Regions from separate parts of the Ovis aries genome. Here regions 1 and 3 are each linked to region 2. A link is a contact called in public Hi-C data. All regions are on one chromosome and are shown on one strand. The core of a region is the stretch at or near the end of the contact, and the rest is flanking DNA. Distances in the headings are between cores, read along the strand shown.

The links. A called contact is a pair of places that touch in the nucleus more often than the background predicts.
Region 1: a contact with region 2 is called in a Hi-C map of tail adipose tissue, with 8 times the contacts expected there. The contact joins two enhancer-like sites. A contact is called at or near these places in 2 of 16 Hi-C or Micro-C datasets (omental adipose tissue and tail adipose tissue).
Region 3: a Hi-C map of omental adipose tissue shows a contact between it and region 2, with 2.8 times the contacts expected there. The contact joins two enhancer-like sites. A contact is called at or near these places in 2 of 16 Hi-C or Micro-C datasets (omental adipose tissue and tail adipose tissue).

The regions. Positions count from the first base shown.
Region 1 is chr1:141,252,172-141,255,510 of ARS-UI_Ramb_v3.0, reverse strand. All of the region lies in intron 4 of LOC121816219, which reads left to right. Among named protein-coding and RNA genes, the nearest start is that of MIR99A, 4.5 kb to the right of the region's middle. Within about 2 kb of position 1,975, at least 27 of the 54 cell types and tissues checked have an H3K27ac peak or open chromatin away from gene starts, as enhancers often do.
Region 2 is chr1:140,531,586-140,534,467 of ARS-UI_Ramb_v3.0, reverse strand. No RefSeq gene overlaps it. Among named protein-coding and RNA genes, the nearest start is that of CXADR, 210 kb to the right of the region's middle. Within about 2 kb of position 1,592, at least 3 of the 54 cell types and tissues checked have an H3K27ac peak or open chromatin away from gene starts, as enhancers often do.
Region 3 is chr1:141,202,084-141,205,123 of ARS-UI_Ramb_v3.0, reverse strand. It overlaps a transcript of LOC121816219 not described here. Among named protein-coding and RNA genes, the nearest start is that of MIRLET7C, 45 kb to the left of the region's middle. Within about 2 kb of position 1,558, at least 2 of the 54 cell types and tissues checked have an H3K27ac peak or open chromatin away from gene starts, as enhancers often do.

The sequences.
Region 1 (3,339 bases), core at 726-3,225, 720 kb before region 2:
CCACAAGGCCTGGCCATATAATACTACTTAATAATATATATTGAATAAATGAATGAAAACTCAAAATTTAACTATTTTCTTTCTATGGGGTCTTGTCTACCTTCTTCTTGCTATGCTGAAGCATGGGACACTGTGTCTGCCGTGCTCAATTTTCCATCGGGCACTCTAAAGCATGTGCTTAGGACATTAGCAAAATTTGTCCAGAAGTTTGCAATCTAGAAAAAAAGCATTTTTAAATTCAGCACGTGTAAGCTTTTGTTTTATGGTTTACAATTGTTTGTGTTCTGAATTACAAATGAGGAGGACAGCAGAATGTTTCCCATGCGTGTGTGTGTATATATTCATTGCTACGATCTTTAAGAAAGTGACCCAAAGACCATGACTCAAAAAAATGCATACCTTTTTCAAGGTATTTCCTAGATCCCCTGTGTGATTTTTTTTTTGATGATTTTATTTTATTAGGTAAGTCATGGTTTGATTATTTTTTAAAATATTTTTCGGGTATTGTGCAGTGTGTGTGTGCGTGGGGCAGCGGCGGGGGGTGGGGGTGGGGTGGGGTACCTACATGGAGGAGGCATAACATTGGTCAGTAGTTTTGTAAGGCACTGAATATAGTTTAAAAATTTTGGTAACAGAGTTCTAAAGATCCTCTCATTAATTGAAAAATTGAAACACTTAAATGCTGGTAGAAGAACATGATTCTTTTCAGTACTACTGAGTATGTTTGGTTTAAATACTAATAGACTTGCTTTGTTTGGCTTTAGATTCTGCTTAAGGAAATGGTGAAAGATTTAATTCACTGTACTTTTGTTAGAAAGTATGGAAATGTTTGTCCACGGGAACTTTCGTCGCCCGCTAGATTGGAAATTCACTGGGGAGAGGGAACCATTTCATTTTATTGCCTAAGAGCTGTTGATATATTTCCTGCATCTTTCAAAGGCATCTTTCATACCACACAGGAAAACTGTAGCTGGTGAAGGAACAGAAAGAGCACTCCTTACATGAGTCAGACTCGGCAAACTTGCACAGCAGCTGTGCTAGGTGCTGTGAAGGATTATCACAAGACCCAGTTGCAGTGGTCTGTGTGGTCGAAGAGACAACTGGCTCCCTCAGGGGACCACCTGGATGGAGACTGCGACAATAATGCATTCCTACTCTTGCTAGTGGGTTTTGTGACCATGTAGTACAAAACTGGTGCCAGATAAAATCAGAAAGTAGTAAAAAGCAAGACGAAACTCAGAGATTTTAAGTCTTCACGTGAGGGACTGAAATGAATGTCCTGGGCTTGTTGCATGCACTCATAAGGAAAAAGGAGCCTGAGGAAGGGATGTCTTTAACTCGGAAAACTTGCACAGACTTCAGTCTTTTCATTTGAGAACCATTTGGGTGTGTTGTGAAATAAAGTTGCAGAGTAGGCATGTTCAGACCTTTATTTGCTACATTTAGTAGGAAAGATTTCCCCCCCCTCCCTCTTAACTACAAGAAGCCAGAGTTTTCCGTGCAAACTGAAGCAGGCGTTGCAAGAATCAGATTCACTTTGGACGACTCTTCACATTCCAAGTCATCATTGCATTAGGCAGCACAATTCCATCTCTGGTTGATGGGCAGAAAAAGTGGGCAGCTTGCCAGGTAGACGTTTCCATGACTCCCAGCCCCCAAAGGTGATGCGTTTTTCAGCTAATTCAATGAAGAGTGGGCTGAACTTTGGGTCTAAACGAGACAATAGCTGCCTTCGCAGTATCAGCAGAATGGTTGATGGGAATGCACTCTACATTTGGCAGAGGATCATGTGACCTTACGACTGAGATTTTGTGATGGTGCCAACGGAGACTTGGAAAGCAGGAACCGTCCTGACTTTTTTCTTCTTTTTTAGCATGGCTCAGAAAATGGTGGATCTTAATACTTGACTTTAGCCAGACTCAGCAAGCGATTGAGCTTTGAAGCACAACTTCGCCTTTATTCTGGGTTTTTGGCAGGCCACCAGGAGGCTGTCCCTTTCACGCCTGATAAATTCTGCTGCTTATCTCTAAATGGGGGTGGGGGGGGAGAAAGAAAGAACATATAAACAGAATATTGAGGCATAACAAGTGAAACCTAAAATTGTATGTGCTTTTTGTTTTTTGCCTTTTCTTATTGCTGATTCTTTTTTAATGTTAATACCTTTTTTGCTTACTGAAGAATCCAAGTAGGTTTTTTTTTTTTGGTTTGTACTGAACAGGCATTTGAACTGGGCAAACAGGACGGCAGCAGCAGTGAGCGTGAGATCATTGCAGCAGTGTAGCAAACTGGCACCCTGCCTTCTCACCCTTTTGGTTCAGGAGACAAACGTGTGCAATCCTCATTTCTAAAGTCAGCAGAGCCTGGAAGGATTCCTGGTCTCTCCCACCTTCTACCATTCTGCTGCCAGGGACGGCAAGGATTGGTGCAGCTTCTGCGCAGTGCTTTGTGCCTGCAATACCGAGAAGGAAGAAAAAGAAGACAAGCACCCTGGTCCTCTTTTTTTCCCAAGAAATAGCAGGAGGCATGAAGAAAAAATCTGAGTTTGTCCTACTCCATACAACAGTGCTGAAAAAAGAGAGAGAGAGAGAGAGAGAGAGATGCTCCTGCTCAAAAACAAAAACAAACAAACAAAAATCCAAACCAAAACAAACTAAAAAAAAAGCAAACATTGGCTTGTATTTAACTACAGAGACATCGCGCTTTGTAAAGCAGCTTTGTAAGGCAGCATAAGCAAATGAGCCTTCTATATTTGTATTATTGCAAAAATATGGCATAATAAGCAATTTATTGCACTTGGTGAAATCGCACCTTTCGTATCAGGTATAACTTTTTTTTGTTGTTTCTTTTTAAGTCTACTGTTATATAAAAGGGGATCCTTGCACTTTCAGTTTACTCTTTTATAACTCATCTCCCACTTTATTCTTATTAACTTTTTCCTTTTGCTCTCTTGCTCTAATCCTGAGTAGAATAGAAACTTAAGCAAAACTAGAGAAATCTCTATGCAAAAGATGGTACCTGTTTTAATTTTTGTTATACATAGAAGTTTTGGAAAAGCATTAATATGTTATCTGTGCTTTTTGTGTACAGTATTACTTTTGGCTGTCTAAGAAAAGTGAACATTTAGCCCTAGTTGGTAAAGAAACTAAATCTTTCATGTGATGTGCCACATAATTTGAAATATGAAAGAAGAAACTTCTTGAACTCCTAAAACAGAGTTGTATTAGAATGTGTATTAAAATTCTCTAATAAGTGAAATTTAGTTTGAGGGCAGTTATATTTAATTTTCTTACCAGGATTTCATGTGACAAAAATAAGGATGAAAAGATCATGTTCTCAGTG
Region 2 (2,882 bases), core at 343-2,842:
AACTGCAGACTCTGAGGCCCCACCCTATAGAACTTACACAGTTTAACAATATCCACAGGTGATGTGTATACACATTAAACTTTAAAAAGCACCATTTTAGATAATCTTGGAAATGACTTCTAATATTAAAAATGTATGCGTTAAAATGTGTGTGTTTAAATGATATCAAACCTGTTTTATTATTCAAAGTAATTCTGGGATTAATATCTTCATAAAGTAAAGAATCCCTTCAAACATAGACTCTCTCCAATTTACCTTAGGTATCAATAGGAAATTTTTATATGTGGACTTTGTATTGCATAAGCTGAGGTCACGCAAAGATTCACAGAAGTAGAAGTATGAAGAAATAAAATGCCCTCAAAAGAAAATATCAAACTAGCAACACATAGGTTGTTATTTGAAAATGCACTGGCTCTACAATTTGCTAGTTCAAAGCTATAAATAGAATTTATTTTAATTTAGTCAGAAGTTGGATGAAATTACTTTTTCGCTATTTATGGACAAGAACGTTTGTAAGTTAATTCTGAAGGGGAAAAATTCTTTCTAAAGAAAAACATTAATTTACAAATTTACAAGTCTATTTTCATGCATATAATTGCTACATAAGCAAGGGCGTGTATTGTTATGTTTGCACACTTGACTAATTACAAATGATTCTTGGCTAGTAATTAAAGTAACTTTTAAAAGGCAACATTTAGTTTACTTGGTTTGCTTGCCTCTGCACATGAAAATAATAAAACTTTTTAAAGACTATAGACTATTCACAAATTTAGACAAGTCCAATTAGGCTGCGTTACTAAATTTTAATCAATTCCCTCTTAATACCTGAATCCTTTCTACCCCCAACTAAGATCCTTTGAAAGTGCTTAAGGACAATGCTACCATTTCTATTTTATGAACTTATAAATATCTAAACTAAATAGAGAGTATAACATGCCTCCAAACTAATCAATCTCCTGCATGTAAATAAGACCAATGTCTTAACCCATAGGTTCAACGTTTTTGTTTTTTTTTTTTTGTAAAGCAAAAATCTTTCAAGGATTTTTTTAAGTCTCTACAGGTTTAAATGTACAATTTTATTACTTTTCTGTACGTGTTGTCTTATAAGGGCCCTTAAACAAGAACTGAATTTTTAGCAGCTGTTTGCTGTCTGCAATGATAGGCTTTGGTGAATATTTTGAGAACGTTGCATAAAATAAAGATATTCCATGTAAAATAAAAACTAGTTGTAGTAGTGAGATGCAGATCTTTTTTGAGCATAACAACAAAAGGACTATATTATATCCCTGAAACTTCCCCAGGATTTTTTTCCACTACACTCCTTTAAAAAGACATCAATTTAGAAAATGCATGTATACCCTAGCAAATATGATTTTTCCTGACTTTTTAGGCTGTCTCTGAACTTTAAGGTTTCTAAACAGCATGACATACAACTTTGGTGGTGCATACAGCATGAGCTCTTATTGCACTTAAGTCTAAACTTTTATATTTATTTCATGTATTTAAAATTGTTCACTAAATAGAGAATCCTAAGGTCATTAACAACAAACATCTGCTGACCATTTGCTTTTTATCTGTGACACAGCTAATATAGTATACTCTATCATTCATTCAGTGGCAGTATGTAACATCATCCTTCTAAATTTCTAAAAGAAAGTTATGCCCAGAATTAACATGAAAAAAAGTGTTAAAGAGTGCATTACTTGCTTCTGTGAATATGTTATTTATAGCAATCTGAATGAAAATGACAGCGAAATATTTTCTGACCTTGTCCGAAGTGCTACGCAGTGTTGAAGAGTGGGTTAAGAAGAAAGAGAGTTGAAAGTAAACAGTGCTTGTACAGAGCTGTCTCCCAGGACGCTCTTTTATGAAGATCCTACGGAAAAGAAATTTTCTTCTGACTGCTTGTGCTGTGTAAATATTACCTCAGATAAATGCCGCATTTTAACTAAATAAGTCTGCAAAAACATAAGACTGTTTCATGTTGGTTTCCTTAGTTTTTCTGCATTAATTCAAAATTCAAGCCACGAATAAAACACTCTATAAAACAGTATTCATGACTTTATACAGTGAGGATGATATTTTCCTTTATAAATGCCACATAAAGTCTGTGGTAAATTTTTAAATAGAAAAATCGTGAAAATCCCAACATAACCACGGATTGCCCTCCATCGCCTGTCCAGTAAATTCTAACTTTAGGTTTGTACTATTTGACATAAATCCTTCACAGTATTGAGGGGGAAAGTAGCTTTTTGTTTCTTATACATTTGTCTCCGTCACTTTCTCTTTTTCCATTGAGAATGCATTGAGAATAAACATTACAATTCATATCTGCACAGAAAACGTTTGAAGAGTATGTTTTCTTTAGAAGTGATACTAAGAAAATCTAAAAAAGAATTCACCATTCAAGAAGAAAAGAAACAAATGAAGATAAATTTTTAATGTATATGTAGTTATCAAGAATATATTGGAGCCTAGTATGTATAACTGATTCACTTTGCTGTACAGCAAAAGTAACACAAAATTGTAAAGCAACTATACACCAATTTAAAACATTTTAAATATATATATATATACACACACATATATATATACATACACACACACACACTGGTGCCTAATCTTTTACAAAAATAATCATAACAATAAAGAACAAAAATGATATCTACTTTAAATTATTGTTAAATGTTAGTCATAAATGAGGATCTATTTATTAAACCTAGAAGGTTAAAACCTGACTTGTATATGCTATATGCTAGAGTATAAGTTATTCAATTATCATAAGTAGCAATTGCTAGAAAAATGTAAAAAATTCTTTTAAATTAGTTACAAAAATATTGCATTTAACTTGACATTAAAGTATTAGAAATAGTAAGAATTCA
Region 3 (3,040 bases), core at 309-2,808, 670 kb before region 2:
TAGGCTAATTTTTGTAAATAAGTTATCTGAGGAGACTAAGTTCATCTCCTTAATGCATGTACCATAACATGTGTATATATTTTTCTAAAACTTGGGAAATTATTACATCTGTAGTTCTACAATAAAAATATTTCATATGTTGTTTCAAATCAATGATGATTTAAATGTAAACAGGGTAATCCACATAAAAAATCTAATATAACACTTTAATATTGCCATATCACATGGCTAGCATGAAAGGATACACTTTTGAGACTGAATTATTAGATGAGGTATCACAAGGACGTATGAAGAGGATTTATCATTAGTCTTTCTGAATGAATGCTACTGGATGGTACCATGAAGATTAAATGACACAATTATGCATACAAATATCTAAATGGAAGGTATCAGTGATCACACGTGTTTCCAACTTTACTCCCTTTCATTGCACAAAATTTTAGCACTGAATTACACCTTGGTGTTTAACCTAGTCATCCAACCTAATTTTAATAACAAGAGAACTAAGGTTCCAAGAGTTAACTGACTCATCCAAGACCATAAATTTTATCATTTACCAAACTGGCATCAGAACTAGTTACCTGACTGTAAGATGACTTCTCACTTCATTTGAAAGTGTTGTATACAGAACATAAGGAAAATAATACAGTTGGCTCTCCAAATCTGTGTTTCCTGAACCCACGGATTCAAATATTCAAAAATATTCCACCCCCCTCCAAATCCCAGAAGGTTCTAAAGAGAAAAACTTGGAATTGCTGCATTCTGGCAACTATTTACATAGTATTTACATTGTATTAGGTATTAGAAGTGATTACTTAAAACATATGGAAGGACATATGTAAGTTATATGTAAATACTACACTACAGGATTGTATATAATGGGCTTGAGCATCCCTTACATAAAGATTTTGGTATTCCCTGGGGGTTCTGAAACCAAGCCCCCACAGAATCTGAAGGATGCCTATATTTTTATAGTATGTTAGCTAAAACATAAGTTATTTTTTCTCTTTAGCTATAGTCTTCATGCTCTAAGTATAACAGTAATTCTGAAGTCATTTGATATCATTTCCACATAATGTCCCATCTAAAAAAGTCAAAATTAATTTCTTACTTCTCTGTTAGGAAGCATGTCAACACAGCAGAATTAGTCATGTATTGTTTGAATGTATAATCCTGCTATCTTTTGAAAACTACTCTTCTGGATTTCAAGATAATTTAGCACGGCATAACTTTTTCTGTGGTCCCCAAATTGCCCCTCATTATCATACTGTACCTTTTTCCTGAAAGAGAAACCCTCGACCAGCACCCTCAAGACTTATTTGTTCATGCGTGGCTCTACGAAAGTTGCTGTCTTTGTCACTTTCCCCTCAAGACCTCCCTCAAGTTCATGTTCTTGCTCTAATTACCCCTGTTTCAGACTTGATCTCCTCTTTTCTGTCTAGTGTGGCTTTGAATGTGGTCCCCTTGTGGCTATTGATGACAGACTGGATTGGCAAGTGGGTTATACACCTGAGGAAAGCAAGGGGAATGAGGGGAAGAGGAGAGCAAAATGGGGAGAAGGTGGGAGAAAGGGAGAGAGAGGCTGCAGTGTTACAATCATGTACATTTTCTAAATAGAAGAGTAAATATTAGACTTCACATGCCGGGGTCTAAAGGATCATCCTTGAAAGGAAGTGAGACCTGTCTGATTATTTTTCCATGTCAGTTGTGATGCTCTGTACTTACATATCAAAAGAGAAAGAAAAAGTAACTTTAGGTTGACAAATAAGCCTTTTGCATTCCAGTCTGAACATGTCTGAGTTAAACACTGAGTCATCCCCTAGTCCAAATACTAAAACACTAAAAGAAAAGATGTCAAGTTTTTTCCTTGTTGAAAACCAGCTGCATCATTCACCAGGAAATTTTTAAAGTAATAATTTGTATGTTTTACTTTATTTTCATTTTGCATAAGATGATTAGCTCCAGAATCTGACTGATAGCCCAGAATTATCTTGACAAGGTCTACATGCACACCAGTACACACCTGTTTCTCCCCGATTCGTGTTTCATTTAGTAGAAAATTCCCAACCAGGTCATCCTAGTTCACTGGCATCTGACTGTTGTCTCCCCTGCCCTTTAATTGTTCCTATCTCTTTAAAAAAAAAAAGAAAGAAAGAAAGAAAGAAAACAGAATAACCATAGTTGTTACTGCTCTTAACTGCAATTCCTCCCTTAACAGAACTTTAAAAATTGCTTTTTTTTCTGTTTTGCTACTCATGCTACTATTACAGCCCTTCTTTATTGGAAACAGAGATATGTAATATACGTTGTTTGGCACTAAAAAGAGCACGACTCTCATTTCTGGAAAGGTTAGACAAATAAGCATCTGTCAAATATGTTCAGAGACTTTAGCTGGAGTATATTTTTGTGTGTTCTCATGGTTTTGTTGTCAGTTATCTTAAAGTTCACTTCTTACACCCCTTCCCCTTCAGTAATCTTTCATATTTTAAGCTATTAGTAAATAAAAATATTAGATGCTCTGTAGTCAAAGGAAATTCTCATATTTTAGATCTTCAGATAAATCCGTATACATTCATCCTCTTAAAATAGACCAGAATGAAGGTATTGGGACCCAGTGATCAGTTAATGCTATAAACTTTTCACAAGGACACTTTAAGTTAGCACTATATAATAAAACTTTCTGCAGGGTTGGAAATGTTTTATAGCTGTGTTGTTCCAGAATGGTAACCACGAGCCACATGTGCTGTTTTACATTTGAAATATGGCTCGGGCAACAGAGGAATTGAATTTTTACCTTATTTAATTCTAATTTTCATAACTACCTGTGGCTGGTTTGTTAGAAAGTGTAGGTTAAATAAAATGAAGAAAATATGCAAGTGATAAAAAAAATGTAATCTATACATCCATGTATTTTGAGTCCAAATTTGAACTGTAGATCATTGTCCATCCTCCATCTTCCCTGGCCTAAACCTCATCAGTGTTTTTAAATATATTTCCCACAATAACAATGAGTTCAAATGGCCTTTCTGAGAAAAGATTT